Regions from separate parts of the Mus musculus genome. Here regions 1, 2, 3 and 5 are each linked to region 4. The links are chromatin contacts, called in public HiCAR-type and promoter capture Hi-C maps. All regions are on one chromosome and are shown on one strand. The core of a region is the stretch at or near the end of the contact, and the rest is flanking DNA. Distances in the headings are between cores, read along the strand shown. Region 1 overlaps Tfcp2l1 (transcription factor CP2-like 1). Region 2 has its middle 150 kb from the start of Tfcp2l1. Region 3 holds the start of Steap3 (STEAP family member 3). Region 4 holds the start of Ralb (v-ral simian leukemia viral oncogene B). Region 5 holds the start of 3110009E18Rik (RIKEN cDNA 3110009E18 gene).

The links. Promoter capture Hi-C pulls out the DNA fragments that hold promoters and counts their contacts. HiCAR-type assays count read pairs that join an accessible place to other places. Capture Hi-C pulls out chosen DNA fragments and counts their contacts.
Region 1: a promoter capture Hi-C map of embryonic stem cells shows a contact between it and region 4, with 3 times the contacts expected there. The contact joins the enhancer-like site here to the promoter of Ralb in region 4. A contact is called at or near these places in 3 of 39 promoter capture datasets (embryonic stem cells, hippocampal neurons and liver) and 4 of 115 datasets of contacts at active chromatin or transcription factors (astrocytes, embryonic stem cells and extraembryonic endoderm stem cells).
Region 2: a contact with region 4 is called in a HiCAR-type map of astrocytes, with 3 times the contacts expected there. The contact joins the enhancer-like site here to the promoter of Ralb in region 4. A contact is called at or near these places in 2 of 39 promoter capture datasets (embryonic stem cells and hippocampal neurons) and 8 of 115 datasets of contacts at active chromatin or transcription factors (astrocytes, differentiating embryonic stem cells, embryonic forebrain and 3 more).
Region 3: a promoter capture Hi-C map of liver shows a contact between it and region 4. The contact joins the promoter of Steap3 here to the promoter of Ralb in region 4. A contact is called at or near these places in 1 of 39 promoter capture datasets (pre-B cells), 2 of 484 Hi-C or Micro-C datasets (both in the G1E-ER4 cell line) and 1 of 9 other capture datasets (liver).
Region 5: a promoter capture Hi-C map of adipose tissue shows a contact between it and region 4. The contact joins the promoter of 3110009E18Rik here to the promoter of Ralb in region 4. A contact is called at or near these places in 3 of 484 Hi-C or Micro-C datasets (CD4 T cells, the G1E-ER4 cell line and regulatory T cells), 3 of 115 datasets of contacts at active chromatin or transcription factors (astrocytes, large pre-B cells and memory CD8 T cells) and 2 of 9 other capture datasets (adipose tissue and liver).

What each region holds. Positions count from the first base shown.
Region 1 is chr1:118,632,486-118,636,241 of GRCm38.p6, forward strand. The region is part of intron 2 of Tfcp2l1 (transcription factor CP2-like 1); the gene reads left to right. Among named protein-coding and RNA genes, the nearest start is that of Tfcp2l1, 6.4 kb to the left of the region's middle. Within about 2 kb of position 1,281, at least 7 of the 459 cell types and tissues checked have an H3K27ac peak or open chromatin away from gene starts, as enhancers often do. A contact at or near this core is called in embryonic stem cells, where this site is marked.
Region 2 is chr1:118,774,588-118,778,481 of GRCm38.p6, forward strand. No RefSeq gene overlaps it. Among named protein-coding and RNA genes, the nearest start is that of Tfcp2l1, 150 kb to the left of the region's middle. Within about 2 kb of position 2,109, at least 50 of the 459 cell types and tissues checked have an H3K27ac peak or open chromatin away from gene starts, as enhancers often do. A contact at or near this core is called in differentiating embryonic stem cells and embryonic forebrain, where this site is marked.
Region 3 is chr1:120,257,412-120,260,933 of GRCm38.p6, forward strand. It overlaps Steap3 (STEAP family member 3), which reads right to left and starts at 1,467. Exons shown (of 5, transcript NM_001379355.1): 1 at 1,350-1,467. The coding sequence starts at 1,371.
Region 4 is chr1:119,502,683-119,506,325 of GRCm38.p6, forward strand. It overlaps Ralb (v-ral simian leukemia viral oncogene B), which reads right to left and starts at 2,100. Exons shown (of 5, transcript NM_022327.5): 1 at 1,895-2,100.
Region 5 is chr1:120,119,588-120,123,173 of GRCm38.p6, forward strand. It overlaps 3110009E18Rik (RIKEN cDNA 3110009E18 gene), which reads left to right and starts at 1,600. Exons shown (of 6, transcript NM_028439.2): 1 at 1,600-1,630. Dbi (diazepam binding inhibitor) reads right to left here and starts at 1,509. Exons shown (of 4, transcript NM_007830.4): 1 at 1,358-1,509; 2 at 308-425. The coding sequence starts at 1,366.

The DNA of each region.
Region 1 (3,756 bases), core at 31-2,530, 870 kb before region 4:
GTAACTTGGGACTAGGAGTCGGGCGCAGGGTCAGATTCTGTGGCTTAGCTTGTGTGGCTTCCCAGGACCTACATGACTTCACTGGGTAAATGGAAATATTAAAAACTGAACCAGGGGGCTGGTGAGATGGCTCAGCGGGTAAGAGCACACTGACTGCTCTTCCAAAGGTCCCGAGTTCAAATCCCAGCAACCACATGGTGGCTCACAACCATCCGTAGTGAGATATGACACCCTCTTCTGGTGTCTAAAGACAGCTGCAATGTACTTATATATAATAAATAAAATCTTTAAAAAAAAAAACTGAACCAGGAGTGGTGATGTGAGCCTGGATTCCTACTCCATACACTAAGGCAGCCTGGACTACAGAATAAGACTCGAGAAGGGGGAAGAGAAGAAGGGAGGAAAAGGCAGGAGAGGGGCACCTCGGAACAGTCCTCATGTGCCTTCAGAACTCAGTGGTCCTCAGGTGGTTGCTATTACTGTTTGGTGCCTTTGGGACCTGGTCTGCTGTCCTTTATAGAGTAACAGCTGGTCCACATCCTCCCTAGCTCAGAGTCAGCCTTCCACCTGCCGGAGAGCAGCTGCCCTTGCTGGCTCTAGCACGGTGACCTGCATTATTCTCGGTGCCTCAGGGATTTCTTGTGTAAAAGGAGAAAGTCTGATTTTGGGGGGTTGTTTAAAGAGGTGAAGGTAAGTAACCTGCATGGCATGATGACAGTTGTGCAACCATCAGTCCTTCCAGTCTTTGTTGTGTTTTGAGTTGGAGTCTTGCTATGTAGCCCAGGTTAGCATGGAACTCAAGATCCTTCAACTTCCTAAGTGCTGAGACTCTGTCTTGTACTCTGTCTAGCTTTTAATACTTCTTTGAAAGTCTTTTTATTATGTTTATGTATGTATGTATGTGTGGATGTTTGTATACGTGTGATTACATTATGTATACCTATAATTGTATGTGTGTGTGATTACACTTATATATGGTGTGTGTGTGTGTTTGTGTTTGTGTGTGTGTGTGTATAAATGTGCACTTGAAGTCAGAGGAACTTGTTCTCTTTCTTTCACTATGTAGAATTCAGGTCACCGACTTGGTTGGCAGCAGGTGTCTCTGCCCAGCCAACCATCTCACCACCCCATGTTCCCCTTTTTGAATGTTTCATTTGTCAGACACCCCAGCGGTACCCTGGTGGATAGAGCTTTGTTGGTGTCTGTTCTGATGATGAGACTGTATTTAGCACTGTCTCCTGGACTGCCGCATAATCCAGCCAGTGCCACTGGTTGCTCTGCTAGGGGTTGGAATCTGGGAGGGGCAGCCTCCTTTCTGTAGAATTGCCTGTTAGATTTGACCTTGCCCATGTCCAGAACTCATAAAAAATGGAAGTGGCTGATCTACCTCTGTGTGGAATCCGTCCTTGCTATCCTGTCCCTGAGGAAGGCACTGCTCACCTATGTGGGCTGCACACTTACTACTCCTGTAGTAGCTTGGTGGCCATTGATGGCAGCAGGTGACAAGCCAACTGGAAGCAGTCCCTTGTGTTTGCACAGTGGCTTCTGTCGTTGTGCTTTCTTACTTGTTGAAGGTTAAATGCTCTGAGCAGTCTCTCTCCTTGCCGGTCCCCTCATCATTCCATCACTCTTCCCCTAGCCCCTTCCCGATTCTTGCTTAATATTGAGAGGGAAGAAATGAGACCACTGAACTGATGTGGGTTTTGTTTGGGGCCATGTTCCACGTGAGCACTGTGAGGTGTTGTTGCTGAACAGGGACACTGTGTCTGTCCCCTTCCCCATCTTAAGGCTTTCTTTGGTTGTGTTTGCCATGCCCCTCCGCTGTGATTTAGCCAGTGTTAGAAGGTGTTTACTAGCATATGAGGTCTTACTAACACGTTTAAAAGAACATCCTCTTTTCCATCATAAGAACATCCTCTTCTCCATCATAAATGTTAAAAGAGAGAAAAGGGCCCACTCTGAGGTTCCATCCATCTGCTTGTCTTAACTTAGTATATTCCCTTTGGATATTTATAGATTTATTATTTTACAATAGAAGTTGAACCCTTGCTCAGAGAAGCCTTGCAAAATAGTGGTCTATCACAGAACTACACTCCCTCCACCCCTAGATATTTTTGGTTATGCATTCTTGTTTTTTGATATTTTGAGACAAAGTATCTCTGATTCCAGAGATCTTGTGGACACCCCAGATTGTTTTTTATGAGGTTTTACAAATGGCTGACTAGGCTTGACTGACTAGTAAAGTGATAGATGCTTATTACAGAAAATATAGATTGCTTTGACATTGTTTAGAAGGGCTGGAGATAGGTCAGTTGTCAGAGTACTTATGTAGCATGAAGGAAGCCCTGGGTGATTTGATTGATAGTACCTTATGAACCAAGTGTGGTGGTACACACTTGTAATCCCAGCTCTCTGAGAGGCAGGAGGATTAGGAGTTCAAGGTTATCCTCACCTACATAGAGAGTGAGGATAGCCTGAGATGCTTGAGACCCCTGTCTTTGGGGAGGGAGGGAAGGAGGGAGGGAGGGAGGGAGGGAGGAAAGAAAGAAAGAAAGAAAGAAAGAAAGAAAGAAAGAAAGAAAGAAAGAAAGAAAGAAAGAAAGAAAGAGAAAAGAGAAAGAAAGAAGAGAGTCTTTCAAGCTGGATGGTGTACATCTTTAATCCCAGCACTTGGGAGGTAGACACAGGCAGATCTCTATGAGTTTGAGGCTAACCTTGTCTATAGAGTGAGTTCCAGGACAGCCAGGGTTACACAGAGAAATCCTGTCTCAAAAAACTGAAGGGCTGTGAAGAAAGAGAGAGAGAGAGAGAGAGAGAGAGAGAGAGAGAGAGAGAGAGAAAGCAAGCAAGCAAGCAAGCTAGCAAGCTAGCTAGCTAGCTATCAGGATTATTATGAGTTATTTAGCCATACACCTTTAATCCCAGCACTCAGGAAACAGACAGGGGAATTTCTATGAGTTTGAGATTGGGTCTACACTGTGAATTCTACATTGTGACAGCCATCGTTACATAAAAACCCTGTCTTTAAAAAAGTTACTACTTACATTCAATGCTTTCCTCTCTGTGGTAACTACTGTGTGACTGTAGCCAGTCAATATGCTAAATATATTAATTGTTGCTAATTTGCATGTTTCTGCCAAATTTTTTTTAAAAATCCAATTGAAACTCAAGAAAGCTTAAAACAAACCGGGTGTGGCAGCGTACACCTCTAATCCTAGCACTCGGGAGGTAGAGGCAGGTGGATTTCTGAGTTTGAGGCCAGCCTGGTCTACAAATTGAGTTCCAGGACAGCCAGCAGGGTTATACAGAGAAACCCTGTCTCAAAAAAAAACCAAAAAAAAAAAAAAAAAAAAAAAAAAGAAAGAAAGAAAGAAAGAAAGAAAGAAAGCTTAAAATAGAAGAGCAAAAGGCAGAAAATTAAAAGAAAAATCAAATTTAAATTCCCTCTAATATCATATGTGTGTGTGTGTGTGTAATTTCATTCATTTGGTGTTGTGGTAACTCTTGCTGTGACACACATGCAAAGGTCGGAGGACAACTCTCAGAACTCAGTTCTCTCCTTCCATCACATGGGTCCTGGCAGTGGGAGTTGTCAGGCTTGGCAGCAAGTGCCTTTACCAGTAGTCATCTTGCCAGCCTCGCCACTGACTGTCTACATGTGCATGTTTTAAAATTGGGATCATATAGTACCATACCATAAAGTCTGTTACTCCAGTGTTTTATATTGTGGGCAGTCATTTTTTGTTGTTAGAAATT
Region 2 (3,894 bases), core at 859-3,358, 730 kb before region 4:
AGAGACCAGGGACAGCTCCAGTACCACACATGAAGTGAGGGGTGGCGTCTTGGGTGATGTGGACAAAGCAGGTTAGTTTTGCAGAAGCCCCGTCACTACAGATACTTGTCTCCGGACACATGATGGGAGACAGGAAGAACTCGGACCCTTTCCAGCAGGCCACGGCACTGGCTGAGACAGACACCTTGCAAAGCCAGAAGCTGCTGTGAAGTGCTGGGGGTGGAAGAAAGCAACAGACTGGGTCATTTTTGGCATTTTAACATTGAGACGATAACAAGTGTCACAACGGCTAAAGCAAAACCAAATCCAGCCAGGTTTTAAAGCTGGTGATGTGGGCTGTGAGGTCTCTGGTGCAGATGCCAAGCAGGTTATAGAGTTCATGGAGTTTGTGGTCAATGTAATCCTCCATGTACATTTAGCAAATGCTGGTGCAGCCTTGGGCCATGGCAGGCAGAGGAGGCACCTACAGGGATGGCAGGCTGCAGACACAGCCTCATTGTTACACCCAAAGTGGGTGACAGGTCCAGGATCCACAAGAGTGCTAAGGAGGAGCCTGAAGATTTCCCTGAGGGAGCGATGGAGACCTGAGTGTCACCAGTGTCCTGTGCAACAACAGTAGGGGCTCAAAGAGACCATGTGGGGTTAGGGGAGGGAGGTTGGAACTGAGAAAGGTTTAGAAGTGTCTGAGAGGCTCCGTCAGCAGCAGCTAAGGGAACAGGGGTTGAATAGATAGGAGGCAGGCAGGGAGGCCACCCCGAAGCCCAGTGCTGGACATTGGTAGAAGCAAAGGGCAGGAGCTAATGGAGTGGGCAGAGAGGCTTGGCTAGAGAGGGCGAGAGGGACCTGGGCAGGATGGAAAAGCAGCCCCGAATGCCAGCAATTGGGAGACGTTCTCTTGGCTCCTTGATCCTTATTTAAAAAAAAAAAAAAAAAAAGAAAAGAAAAAAAAAAGAGGGATGGTTCAGAGGCAGCTCCATTGATAAAGTGCTTGCCATGCAAGCAGGAGAAAGAGAATTTGGTCCTCAGAACCCACGTAAGATAGCTGAGTGTGGTGGTACACACTTGAATCCCAGTGCTGGAGAGAGAAGGACAGGCAGAGAAAGGCAGACCCTGGGCCTTACAAGCCAGCTAGTCTAGCATGACCAGAGAATCTCTATCAGTGAAAGATCCCATCTGTTAAAAGAAAAAGAACCTTTATGAGAGAGAATAGGAACGTGGTACATGGGAGGGGCTGAAGAGAGAAAAGGGAGGCAGAGAAATAGTGGAATTACAATCTTGAAAACATTTAAAAAGGATTTTTATTAAAAGGGTTGCAAAAGGCTGAGGAGATTGCTCAGTGGTTAAGAGTACTTCTACACACGAGGACCAGAGTTCAAATCTCCAGCACCCGTGTAAAAGCTGCCCATGTTCGTACATGTGCCTGCCTGTAAGCCTAGCATTACAAGAAGGTGGACACAGGAGGATCTATGGCACTTGCTGGCTGCATCCTGAGCTCCAGAGTTAGTGAGAGACCTTGTTGCAAGTGGATGAAGTGGAGAATAACAGACAAGAACACCTGACATTCTACTGTGATTCACATATACACATTCACATACCACATACACACGTGCTCATACCAAATACACACATTCACATACCAAATATACATGTGCACATAGCACATACACACGTGCACATACCAAATACACACATGTACTTATAACACATACACACATGCTCATACCAAATACACACATGCACTCATAACACATACATATGTGCACATACCAAATACACACATGCACTCATCACACACACACAGAGTATCAAAAATCCAAGGTGCCTGTGGATGAGGAACAACTTCAGAGGTTGACCTCTGGCTTCCACATGCCCTTGGGCATCACACACACACACACACACACACACACACACACACACACACAATTAAAAGTAATTTTTAAAGGAAAGTAGGGAAAGCAAGAGCTAGCACCTCTCAGCTTCACAATCAGCCACTATCTTTTCCTGTTAGTGTGAAGAGGGAAGATTTAGCCTCCGCCTAGGCAGCAGGGAAGGAAGGCACCAGAAGCGCTTCCATCAGCTCATTTGCATTTCAAACAGCCCCGTTTGTTTTATCTCCTAATTAGCATACTCACCCTCAGCTGCAGAGAGTCCATTAGAGGGAACTCTGCTCCAGGCCTGGGCTCCTCCTTTAAATATTTTTAAAGTGTGTGATTAATACACTTGCCCAGGCACTGCCTGCACTGTGCTGAGGGTCAGGGGGCAGGAAAAGAAGGGAAAATGGCTGCTCTCAGGCTGACTGGCTGATTAATCACTGACTCCCTCCAATAAATCACGGCAGATGGCAGGAGCTGGCTGCCCGCCCTGAGGGGCTGCTGGCTGGCTGGGGCTGGAGCAGGGTCGGGGGAGATCTGAACACCTGGGTGATGTTCTCTGGCCTTCCTCAGTGCCACGGGCCTTGGGTCCCTCCCACTCTGTCCTCAAAGTCCCCAAGTTCAAGAGAAAAGGGCAATTGGGAAGACAGAGGAATGTCCCATCACACTCCATGAGCTCCCTGGATAGCTGCGGATGAAGCCCACCACAGAATGGTAGTTACTTAAACTTTGTTGTGTTAGATGTGAGTGTGTGTGAACATGTGTGAACGTGTGTGTGTGTGTGAGTGTGCAGGACTGTGTGTGATTGTGTATGAGTGTGTGACTGTGTATATGTGTGAGTGTGTGTGTGTGTGAGCATGTGCATGAGTGTGTATATGTGGGTGAGTGAGTGTGTATTCATGTGTGTGATCGTGGGTGTCTGTGCTCTGGTGCACCACCTTGTCCTCCCCCTGGTTTGAGGTTGGGTCATTCTTCTAGTTCCCACCCTGCAAGCTTCTGGGGCTCCTCCTGTTTCCACCAACAGTCTGAGTATTGGAGTACTGGGGTGTAGATGCGTGAGAGTGTTATTTATTGTCTGTTTGTTCAAACATGGGTTCTGGGGACTCGAACTCAGGTCCCCATGTCAGCCAAACAAAGAGATGTTTAAGAGGAGTTTTAAGTGGCATGCTTATGGGTTGTGTGCACAGGCCAGGGGATGATTTGCAGAGGTCTGTGGGTCCCAGCCCATGCGTCCTCTGGAAGAGCCCTGCATGCTCTAATCTGCTGAGCCAACTCTCCAGCCCCTCCCCGTTTAAACTCAATGACACAGTTCTTGAGAACTTTGTGGATGATGACATCTGTCATAATGTCAAACAGTTGCACACACTGAGAGATCCCTTCTTTCTCTGGGAATTATCAGAACTCAATAACAAGATCAATTTTAGAAACTGCCAACTTCAGGGTGCGGCGTCTGGCACACTGCGAGATTTGCATAGATTTTTGTATGAATTTTGTATTGAATCCCTGCGCCCCCCCCCCTTCTCTTTTCCCAGGTGGGAGTATGAAGCTTGGCAGGGTAGGTGCAGGCAGAGGGTAGACATGTCCCTAAGGGCAGTCCCACCCAAAGCCTGCTCTTTGCCTGACCTCTCAAGGGGAGTCCCATTCCACAAAGGCTCAGAAATGGAGGTCCCAGAGCTGGGGAGATGGCTCAGTGGGGAAGGCACGTGCTGTGTGGGGACCTGAGCTTGGATCTTTAGAATAGTACACAGTGTCTGTTCCTAGGGCAAGATGGGAGGTGGAGCCAGGAGAATCCTTAGATGCTTGAAAGCCTCCTAGCCTGGCCTACACAGCAGTAAACAAAAGAGAGACCCTGTCTCAAACAAGATGATAGGCAAGAACTCACACCCAAAGCTGTCCTCTGACATGTACCATGGTAGGTTTATGTGTGTGTGTATACACAGACACACAGACACACACAGACAGACAGGCACACACATGTGCACACATGCACATACCCCCTTCACATGCACACATGCATACCACA
Region 3 (3,522 bases), core at 217-2,716, 750 kb after region 4:
AACCCGTGTCTACCTCCCAAGGTGAGGTGAGAGAAAAGAGGCTACCAGTCTGAAATTAGCATGTAAAATGTAGTGGCAGATCTGGAGATGGAGGCTGATTGGTAGAGAGCTTATGGAGTATACAGGAAGCCCTGAGTTATATCCCTAGAACCATACAAACATCGTGGTAGTGTGTATTTGTCATTTCCATATTTGGGCGGTAGAGGCAGGAGAATGAGAAGTTCCAAATTGTCCTTAGTTACATGATGAGGTTGAGACCAGCTTGGGCTACAGCAGGCTCTGCCCCAAACAAAATAAAAGCTAATGACATCAAACATGTCCTAAGTGGCACACTTCTGTTTTCTCTGTGGGCATCTCCCCTATCAGATGGACTCTTACAAACATTTTGCTGTTACGTTTCTTGCAATACTACCTGGGATTGTTATTTAGACATCATAAAAATCATTATTTTTTTTTAAAAGGATGGCAGTTTTGTGCCTGCCGAAGAGGAAACAAAGTCCATGCACATAAGCCAGGCCTCCCCCCACACACACTCACTCACACACACACACACACACACACACACACACACACACACACTCACTCTCTCTCACACACACACCCACAGACACACTCACACACACACACACTCACACACACACTCACACACACACACAGAGACACACACACACTCACAGACACACACACACACACTCACACACACACACTCTCACACACACAGACACACACACACACAGACACACTCACACATACACACACACAGACACACACACTCATGCACACAAGTTTGATCTGTTAGAAAACAGCATTTTCTCTCCACATCACTTTGCAGAATAAAAGCAAATGAATAATTGATAGAGCTTTTACAAACATCTAGCTTTTCAAATCCTTCTAGAAAAATCCAGTTCGATTACTCGCAGCCGGCAGTTCTGTGTAAAATTTATAATTCCCGACGGGCCCACATTCCTCAGAAATACATCATGAACATTAATTTTTTTTTAAAGCAACACACACTAAAACCCACGAAGCCGCTGCTTTCTCTGTGTGTGCAAACCAGAGCCCTGCACTCTGAAGAGGCTCTTGTGTTTACTGCCTGAACGCCCTCCCTGAGAAGGTGGCCCTGAAATACACACAGCAGACAATCAATCTCCTGCTTTATTTTGACAAGATCTTATTCTACTGTGCTCCTTGCTGCCAGGCTGAGGCTGTGCAACTCTCAGGGAAACACTGCTCTCTCTGGGCTCTGGTAAAATCTGCAGACCTTCAAAGAACAGCACTCTCAAGTGGACCAGAGGATGGCGTACTAGTAAGTGAATCTGGTAGCTGCCCTGGAGCCCCAACAGACTTACCAGCAACAGGTGACTGCGCCATCTGGCCTCAGGGGAGGTCTGAAGTTTTAGAATGCCCAGACAACCCCGCTGCAAGTCGCCTCTTCTGACTAAAGTCTCCACCTTCGGCAGTCTGACTGGGGTTTTTCAGAATTGGGACGGCCACGGGCCCTTCTAGGGCGTGGGTAACTGGGACACCTCCCCTCTCAGTTTGCCCACCTACAGCTGGCCACAGGGACTGGCCCCTGGAGAGGTGGCTGATGTTCGGTTAGAGAGTGCCCTGAGAGAGCAATTCTGCGGGAGACTTCCTGTTTGGGGAGGAAACCTCACTGAAGTAATTAGTGGCTCAGACTGCAGAGTCTTTGGTACAGGAATTGAGGCAGGATGGCAAGCTGAAGCCAGGATGCATAAAATGAATAAATGTCATGGAGAGGTTGGGCAGAGACACTGAGACCCTTGGAGGTACAAAGCCAGCATTATGGTAACAGAAAGTAGCGAATGATCAATTTCTAGGAGGGTAATTCATTGCAATCACCATGGCTGTTACAGGCTTCTCGAGAATTCTCTCAGCAGTTTGTGCTGATAGGGGGATCTTCTTTGTCACCACATGCCAGACAGTGCCTATAGCAGAAGATGATGGACAGACCGCTCTATTATCATTTCACTGGAAATGGTAGATAAGGGCACACGCCCACTCGCTGCTGGCTGCTGACTGCTGGGTTCCAAGGCTTTGAGGGCAGCCCAGAGTTCAGGAACGGTGCTGTCTGGGCTTGTGTATGGGCATATCTGACTGTCTTCAGCGTGTCAGAACTAGCAAACTTGCAGCCCAGTGAAGTCTGTTGCTAAGCACACACGTCCCAGTCTGTGGCTTTATAAGGACCAGCAACTAGAGCAGGTCCATATTGCTCTGACTGGCAGTCCTCTTATGTCTGTCCCTAACAGTAAAGCCTCTTGGGGGTAGGGCTAGATTCTGGAATCACATGGAGTCCAGTGCAGGCCAATACAGAGACTGGTTTTGTTTTCTCTTTCTTCATGCCCTGACCTGTGACTCTCTTGCTCTTGGCCTGCTCTTTCCATCTGAGTTTGAATATACTCCTGACCCACCCAAATCCCACTTCCTTGGAAATACAATTCCCTGTTGTCGGCATCTATCAGCTCCTGTAGTCCTGGACAACATTTACCCACTCTGAATCAACAAGTAAGGCTAGGTTAGCAGTTGGTTGCCCTAAATATGAACTTGAGTTTAACCGCATGCTAACAGTGTGACCTTGGGAAGGCTTCTTTCCTACTCTGAGGGTCTCACTTAGACCAGGTTGGTCTTAAAGAAAGACCTTGAACCCTTGATCCTTCAGCCCCTGCCTCCCCAGTACTTGGGATTACAGGGATACTCTACTATGTCCAGTTTATGTGGGTCTTTGGTTGGAGCCCAGGACTTCATACATAATAAGCAAGACTTTGGACTTTGCCTACATCCCCAGTGTTCCCTATTTTGACCATTAAGTAAAACAGTGACTATGGAAGCCCTTAAAGACACAGGTTACTCAGTGTTTGCCTGTTGTCTGAATCTGCTCTCTGTTGCTGGGGTACCATGTGATCCCTGGACAGTATCAGCTGAGGATAGAAACCTGTGCATCACCCCTAGTCCCTCATTCTGAGCTGTGCTCCCTTGATGCTGGAAGATGCCTGCGGAGGCAGTGGGGTTCAAGGAGGACTCTCCATCACCAGTGAGCCCCAGAGTCACCCAAAGCTCTGAGCAGCAGGATTTGGGACAGAATTCCTGACTCAGTACAGGAGCCCTTTAGCCTACTGTGTCCCAGACAAGGTTGCTGGGTGATCTCCAGGTCCCCTTAGAGTAGCAGTTCTGAGAGGAAGGGACACTTCCCCAGGAAAAGACACCTGCTGGGTGAAGTGGAAAGGAGCTAACATACTCTCTCTGTAGTTCCTTAGGGTTCTACCTGCTCCCATTGGGGCTTTGCTCGGGGAAAACAGAGGTGCATTAAGGTGTCCATCTCTAGCCACAGAGCCTGGATCTCTAGGAGTAAGGCTTTCCAGAATACCACCCCCAGCCCAATCAAAACTCTTGATGTCTGGGCTCCAGTTGCTTCCTCCCCTTCTAGCTCTGACCAGTCAGGAGCCATCCCTCTAAGGACCATCCGAGGGACTCATGTCATCTTTTACATTGGCTCAGTCTTCG
Region 4 (3,643 bases), core at 850-3,349:
GAAAATTAAAAGAGGAAGGAAAAGAAAAACTCTACAAAGCATCCTCTGTCTGCCACATGTGTGCATAGCATGCGTGCGTGCGCGCGCGCACGCGCGCACACACACACACACACACACACACACACACACACACACACACCATAAGTAACCTGGTGGGGGCTGGGGAGACGGCTCAGCAATTAGGAGCATCTGCTACTCCTCCAGAGGCCTGCTTGGTTCCCAGGGCCCATGCAGGGCAGCTCACAACAGTTTGTAACTCCAGCTCCAGGGAATCCCAGCCACGCCCTCTTCTGGCTTCCAAGGGTTCCTGTCCCACACATATGCACACATAAAAATAAATCTAAAAAATACAAACATATATACAGATATTTGCATAGTCACATGTAAATAAAATTACAAGAATGCATACACATACACATATATACTCATACACTCATGCACACACACACACACATCACAGCTTCAGCAGGGGGGCATTTCATGGAATCCTAGAACCATGCCCACTCCCACACCTTAAACACTGCCTACTGGATTGGAAGCTGACAGTGGGGGTGGGCAGCCAACTCTTTCAGAGCTCAGAGAAGACAAAGGGCCTCCTCTAGACCACGGCACTAAGAAAATTCCAGAACCAGGCTGGGGATTTGGCTCTGCTGGTAGAGTTCTTGGGCATATAGGAAGCCCAGAGTTCCAGCCCCACCACTGCATGGACCAGGCATGGTAGAATACAGTTATCACAACACTCAAGGGGTAGAGGCAGGAACGTCACATGTTCAAGGTCACTCTAGCTATCTATCAAGTTCCAGGCCAGCCTGCGCTACAAAAGATCATGTCTCATACACACAAAGTTCCAAAACCAGGATCAACCTTGGCTCACACCTCCTTCTCAATATTCAGCACCTCCCTTTATGGCTCTCACAATTTCACCACCTCAATCCAGGCTTAAGCGGCGCCACTTTGACATGTTCTGAGACTTAACATGTAAGATTCTTGCTCTGATTAAAACTATCTTCACTTGGCACATCCAAAGCACACTCCCTGCCCCTCTGAGGATAAGCCTTGATCATTCAATAAACCCAAACTTAAGAAAGGTGGTTAGGAAATGAAAGCAGAGCCAGAGCGAGAGGATCTCTGTTCTTCAGGGATTGAAGGCAAGTGAGGGTAAGAACTATCAGTCCATTCCAGACCCTCTTCCAGAACACCCTGGTAACACCAATCCCTAGATTCCAGGATTCACTTGGAAATGAACTCTAGGAAAAAGGACCCTGCTGTGGGTGCCGCGCCCTCTGGGGACACTCAAGTCTGGGCCACAAGCAAGTCTGAGCCACGAGCTGACTTGGCTCAGAGAACCGGGTCAGGAAAACCCTTCAAGCCACGGTGCTTCTAAAAACCACCTTTGATGCTAGTCACACTCTGAAAGGCAACTGGAAGACAGAATCAAAAAGTAATTCACAACCAACAAATCCCTACAAACTTCTTGAACCCAGCTCCCAGGTCACCCAAAGTACAAGTTCCTACCTTTAAGAAAGAAGTTTGGGCAACATTTTATGGATCTGAAAGGGACGGAGGAAGTGGACCAACTCAGGAGGGAGGCCCGAAAAGGCAGGAAGTGGCCATTTGTGGAAAAAGGGAAGGACAGGCAGCAAGGGAAGAGAAACTGGGGCGCCTCCCCCATGTCCTCAGCACCCCCAGATCCGGCTGGGAGTCTCTCCGGCTTTCCCAAAAGACACCTTTCAAGCCAAGCGGGGCGCAGTCCGGGGCGTTGTCCTTCATGAGACGTGTCCCTCCCTCCCAACGTGGAACTAGGAGGCCTGCAATCGCGCGGAGAGCGTACTCACTTCCCTATCCTAGGGCGCACCCCTCGTCTGCGGTCCCCTGCGGGGCACAGCATCCTTACCTGGGGGAGCCGTCCCACCGCCGCTCTGGCTATGCGCACAACCAGAATCGCCGCTCTCACGAGCGCCCCGCCCCGTCCTGGGGCCGGACCCCAGCTGTCCCCAGTCGATTTGTCATTGAGGAGTGGTGAGCTCGCGCGTCCCCACCCCCCGGAGCGCGTTCCCGCTGTCCGCCCGGCAACCCTGTCCTCTCCAGAGGCAGCCCTCCCTTCCGTTCTCCGAGGCCACGCCTATTGACCAATCCGAAGAGGTACTTCCAAACCTTCACCAATGAGAAAACACATTGAGTGTGTGGGCGTGGCACCCACGGAACGGCCCCACCCATTCCCCCTTCCTTTCGGCTCCCCAGCCGGACTCGCGCACGTGACCGCTGCTGCAGTGGCAGAGCTTGGGAACTGGTCTGGGGACGCCGGGGCGTGGGCGGGTGCACTCCTGGGGAAGCCGGAGCCAGGCCAGAGTTGTGAAAAAGCCAAGAAAGACTGAGCTGATAGAAGCCAATGAGGAGGACTGTGTGGCCAAGTGTGGCCTGCGCCCTAGTGTGGAAGGTGATAAGCAGCTTTGAAGACCCTTGGTCAGGGACTGGAAACTCCAGGTGGCATCGCCTCTAGCTTCGCCCATGACACCCTACTAGTAAAGGAATTACAGCTATTAATTTGACCTAGGTCACAGGCCAGGTCAGGAACCCTAACCCTAGCTATAGCCAGCGGCAAGAACTACAAGCTGCAGGCTGCCCTTCATCACCCTCCTACGCTCAGGAGCTTATTTTCTTACGCGTTTTCGACTAGGGTTGATTTTCCCAGCTGAACATTAGCCACTTCTCACTGCCACAGTTGTGTGATACCCCACCCACCCGTACGAACTGGTGCTTTTCACTGTATGGTAATTAATAATTCAACGTTTGTTTCTGATCTTTAAGGAGGGAAACAGTGATAACCGTAGCCCGCACTGTGTAATTATTCTTGCTGATAATTCTAAACTAGGATACTTGTATATTATATCAGAGGCTTTTGTGCTTTGTTTAAATGGTTCCATACCAGCAACTAACAGACCTAGTCCTCCCACTGACAGCATAAGGAGAAGCCAAGTCTCCCTGGGCTAGCAGGTGGCTGGAGGGGTAAAGACACCCGCAGAGACAAGCCCCACAGCCTCAACAGACTTGGACCCCTGTAGACCCCTGGGAACCACATAATGGGAAGAGAAAACTGGCTCCCTCAAGTTGTCCTCTGATGTGCACTCCCTCTTCTCTCTCTCTCTCTCTCTCTCTCTCTCAACCTTCCTCCCTCTGCACACGCAAATTTAAAAGAAAGAAAAACTGCCAGGGCTCTTAAAAAAAAAGATTTATTTTATGTGCATGGGGGTTTCTTTCTCTTTTTGGGGGGTGGTGGTGGGAGGGGAGGGGTGGTCTTATTTTATTGTTTTTTGTTTTTTGTGTGAGACAGGGTTTCTCTGTGTGACTGCCCTGGCTGTCCTGGAATTCACTTTGTAGACCAGGCTGGCCTCAGACTCATAAAGATCTGCCTGTCTCTGCCTCCTAGTACTGGCATTGAAGGCATGCAACACCATGCCTGGCTATGTGCATGGTGTTTTACCTGCACTGAATCTATGTACACCACATGGGTGCTGAGTGCCTGCAAGAGAGGGTACGGATCCCCTGGAACTGGCATTACGGGTTCTGAACCATCGTATGGGTGTTGGGAACTGAACTTGGGTCCTCTACAGAAGCAACAAGTGCTCTTAGCTGCTGAGTCATC
Region 5 (3,586 bases), core at 350-2,849, 620 kb after region 4:
CCCTGTTCATCTGATGGAAACGGGAGGCTCGAGAAAGCGACTGCTGAGCAACAAGGCTGGAGCCTTTGCTGCCTTCAGAGTAGATGCTGAGATAATCAGTAAAGTCCTTGTAAACCCACACTGACTCTGCTCCCAGAGTCACTAAGAGTTTAGGGAGATGGTCTTTGCAGGTGACAATCTCTCAGCTTAAGGTCTCCATACCAATGTTCTGTCATCACAGCCTGCCTCTGGCAGTCGGAAGGCGAAGTTCTCAGACTCCCGGGCTGCCGAGCCAACTTGGCCCGCTCTGATGAGAAGCTGGGCATACCTGTATTTACATCGCCCACAGTAGCTTGTTTGAAGTGACTGTAGATGAACAGCATCTCTTCATCAGTTGGCTGAGTCTTGAGGCGCTTCACCTCCTCAGCGGCTTTGTCAAATTCAGCCTAAGAGTGAGGGAGAGGGAGAGGAACGAGATGTAGGTTGCCTGAGTGGGAGAGGCCCAGGGATGCCTCCCATATTCCCTCTTCTTGCCAGGATTCCCTAAGGCCCACCTGTCCACTCAAGCAGTTACAGCACTGTGTCAAGTGCTGGGAATAGTTTTGGCTCACAGTGGAAGTGCACGCCCTTGAAAATTTTCTTGCCCAACTAACTGCCTGGGCCACCACTGGCCCAGATCCAACAATTGCTGGGGTTCCAGTAAAGCCCGACCTATGATCAGCGGAGATTGACTGGGCAGTAAGGGGAAACGTGGTGTGATCAAAACAGTCGATCAGAGTTCAGGAGAGGAATGCGGTGGAATCCAGTGTCTGGAGCCAGCTGGTCCCTTCCTACAGGGGCCTGGAGTTCAGCGTTGACCTCTGTCCCAGTGCCCAGATTAGGGAGAGGCAAGTGGGAGGAGTCAGAGATCGCCCTACAGGGCTCAGTCCTCGGTAGTGGTCTCCACTGGAGGGAAGGAAAAGGCTTCTGGACCACCTCACCTACTCACATCTCTTCTGTACAGGGGCAGGCCAGGCACAAGACTAAATACCTTCCCCGACCTCCAGGCTCTTCAGCCAGGGCCTGTATGAGTGCCCCTCTATTCCATTCGGTTCTTCCCAGTGTGGGATTCAATCTTCCCTGTCCTTCCTTCCCTCTTACGCCCCATCTTTCTTTCGAGGACCCTGTTCCTGCTTCACCCAGGAGTTCAGCCCACCGGCAACTCTCTGGCAGTTCCGGCGTGGGTGGCAGTTTTACATATCTGCAAGGGAAAAAGTTCCGCTCCCCAGGCTATGAGCTGGGCTCGGATCCCAGAAGAGCTGCGGGATATCTGAGGAAATAGACCCGGCTGTCCCCAAACCCACAGCATCTTCGCAGCCCGGCGGGGCACACGCAGTACCTGAGACATACTGGTGAGGTGATACGGATGCCGAAAGCGCGGGAGCAAGCTCAGAAGCAGCAGCAATCAAGTCACAGAGCGCACCAGCTAGCGCCTTTAAAAGCACAACCCCGGCGTTCCAACTGAGCTCGGGCGAGCGGCAGCAGCCAATCAGAAGTCGGATCTGCTTTCGGGGGCGTGTCCATCCTAGCGGAGCGCTCCAACCCTTCCCGGACCCAAGAGGGAGTTTATTGCGCACGCGCGGGGAGGAGCCGCGGGGCACGTTGGGAGCAGGTGGGACGCGTTTCGTTTTTTTTTTTTTTTCCGTGGGGGAAGGGACGGACGGGACATTCTCCGTCAGGGCAGTTGGGCAGGAGCTAGCAGGCACTGAGAACGCGTGAAATGGGGTGCTGCGGGAGGAGAGCAGAAATCAGTATGATTCTTTCCCTTTAACTCTCATGCGGATTGGAAAGAGGCCGGAAGTTGCATCGCTGGTTGAGTAAATTATCCGACTAGAAAATGGGATGCCCCGACCCCTTTCGGAAAATCCAGGGAAGAATCCCCGGTGCACAGCGCAATGGTGGCCCGCTGGACCAAGTCCATATCTAGGCCTTTTCTTCTGAACTTCTGGCATATTCTTTGACATTGCCCATACTTGTCGGTCCTGCACCCCTAACGCAGTCTTGTGTTCCATCAGTGCTTTATAAAGGCGGAGACAATGTGATATAACAAACTTGCACAAGAAGAGGTGCCCATCGAGCCTTGGTTAAGTGAATAACTTTTCAAATGGTTTTTAAACACGTGACCTGATGCTTGCCGACTCCTAGACCTTGGACACGCAGCAGAGGACAAACAGACGAATCTTTGCTACTTTGCAGCGTCTTATAGTGGGTTCATAGTTGATTTAGTTTAAAAAGTAAAGAGTTGGAAGTTATAACTGATGTGTGTGGAGAGGGGTTGGGGAGAAGATGCTGTTTGAGCGAGTCCTGCAAGTCGGAAGGAGCATTCTAGCAGAAGCAGGAGTAAGCAGGAGTTACTGTGGACACTGAGGTCTTTGAATTCTTAGTCTCATTAGTGAAATAATTTAAAACTGATTCGGAAGGAAGCTTGAGGACAATTATATTAAAAGTTTGAGGTAAAAAACCCACAGGACAGACAAGCTGAAAATGTTGACATCCACTGGGGAGAGGAGACTGGGGAAAAGTTTTGCCTTTTTTTTTTTTTTTTTTTTTTTTGGTTTTTCAAGACAGGGGTTCTCTGTATAGCTCTGGCTGGTCTCGAACTCAGAAATCCGCCTGCCTCTGCCTAAGTTATGCCTTTTAAGCTAGACACGGAGGTCAGAGAAATTGAGAAAACCCAGAGTGTTAGGGAGAACATGCTTAGGAGTGCACAGCAGGTTCAGAGGGTTGAGTTTAGACGGCATTCAAATCCAAGAATATGTGTCCCGGGACAAAAGACTACAGCGGGGCAATGAGGAAGTACAACTAAGTAAAACACGACAGAGCTGCAGAAGTAAGAACGAAGTAAGCTGAATAGGTGATGGCAGAGGTTGTTCATTTTGGGCATGCAGGCAGTCATTCTGATGGAGTCATGGGGTGGGGAGGGGACTTTTCAACAGAGGTGATGGTGCTATAGGGGCCTTGGCTCCATGGGAGAAGGAGGAAGGGCGACAGCACAAGTGGGCGGGAGGATTTAGAGGGCTGAAAGAACTTTCTGGCAATGGATACAAAGGTGAAAGAGAGGGGTGATAGAAAATTCTCTGGAGGTCATTACAAAAGGGAGATAGTCTCTTCTCACTTCCTAATGTGTGGCCAGAGGCCTGGGCCACAGTTTGCCACCCTGTCTACCTGCCCCCTCATCACAGCTGTAGTGGTTTGCAAAGGCAGGGCTAGGGCTGCTGCTCGGTGCTGGAGAGAGTCTGTCTGCCTAGTATATGTGAGATCCTGGGTTCCATTCCCAGCCCCGCAAAAGTAGAAAACTTAAGTCCGAGCCTTCAGATGTCACCAGCAGCTTCGGTCATGTTTTGTGGAGTGTTTGGGAAGGAGAACTTTAATTGCAGGGAACACAGGTAGATTTGTTAGTTTGTAAGTCACTTTGCTTAGAAAGCAAAAGTAACAAAAATGTTGGAGGTGAGTTTGGAGAAATTGCCTGTGAAGTATAAAAAATGTCGATGTTTTCTTTGTCACTTCTGAAAGAGGAAGTGACTCCACAGAGCTTTGACTGGACTCCCATGCGGTCAGTGGATCCGTG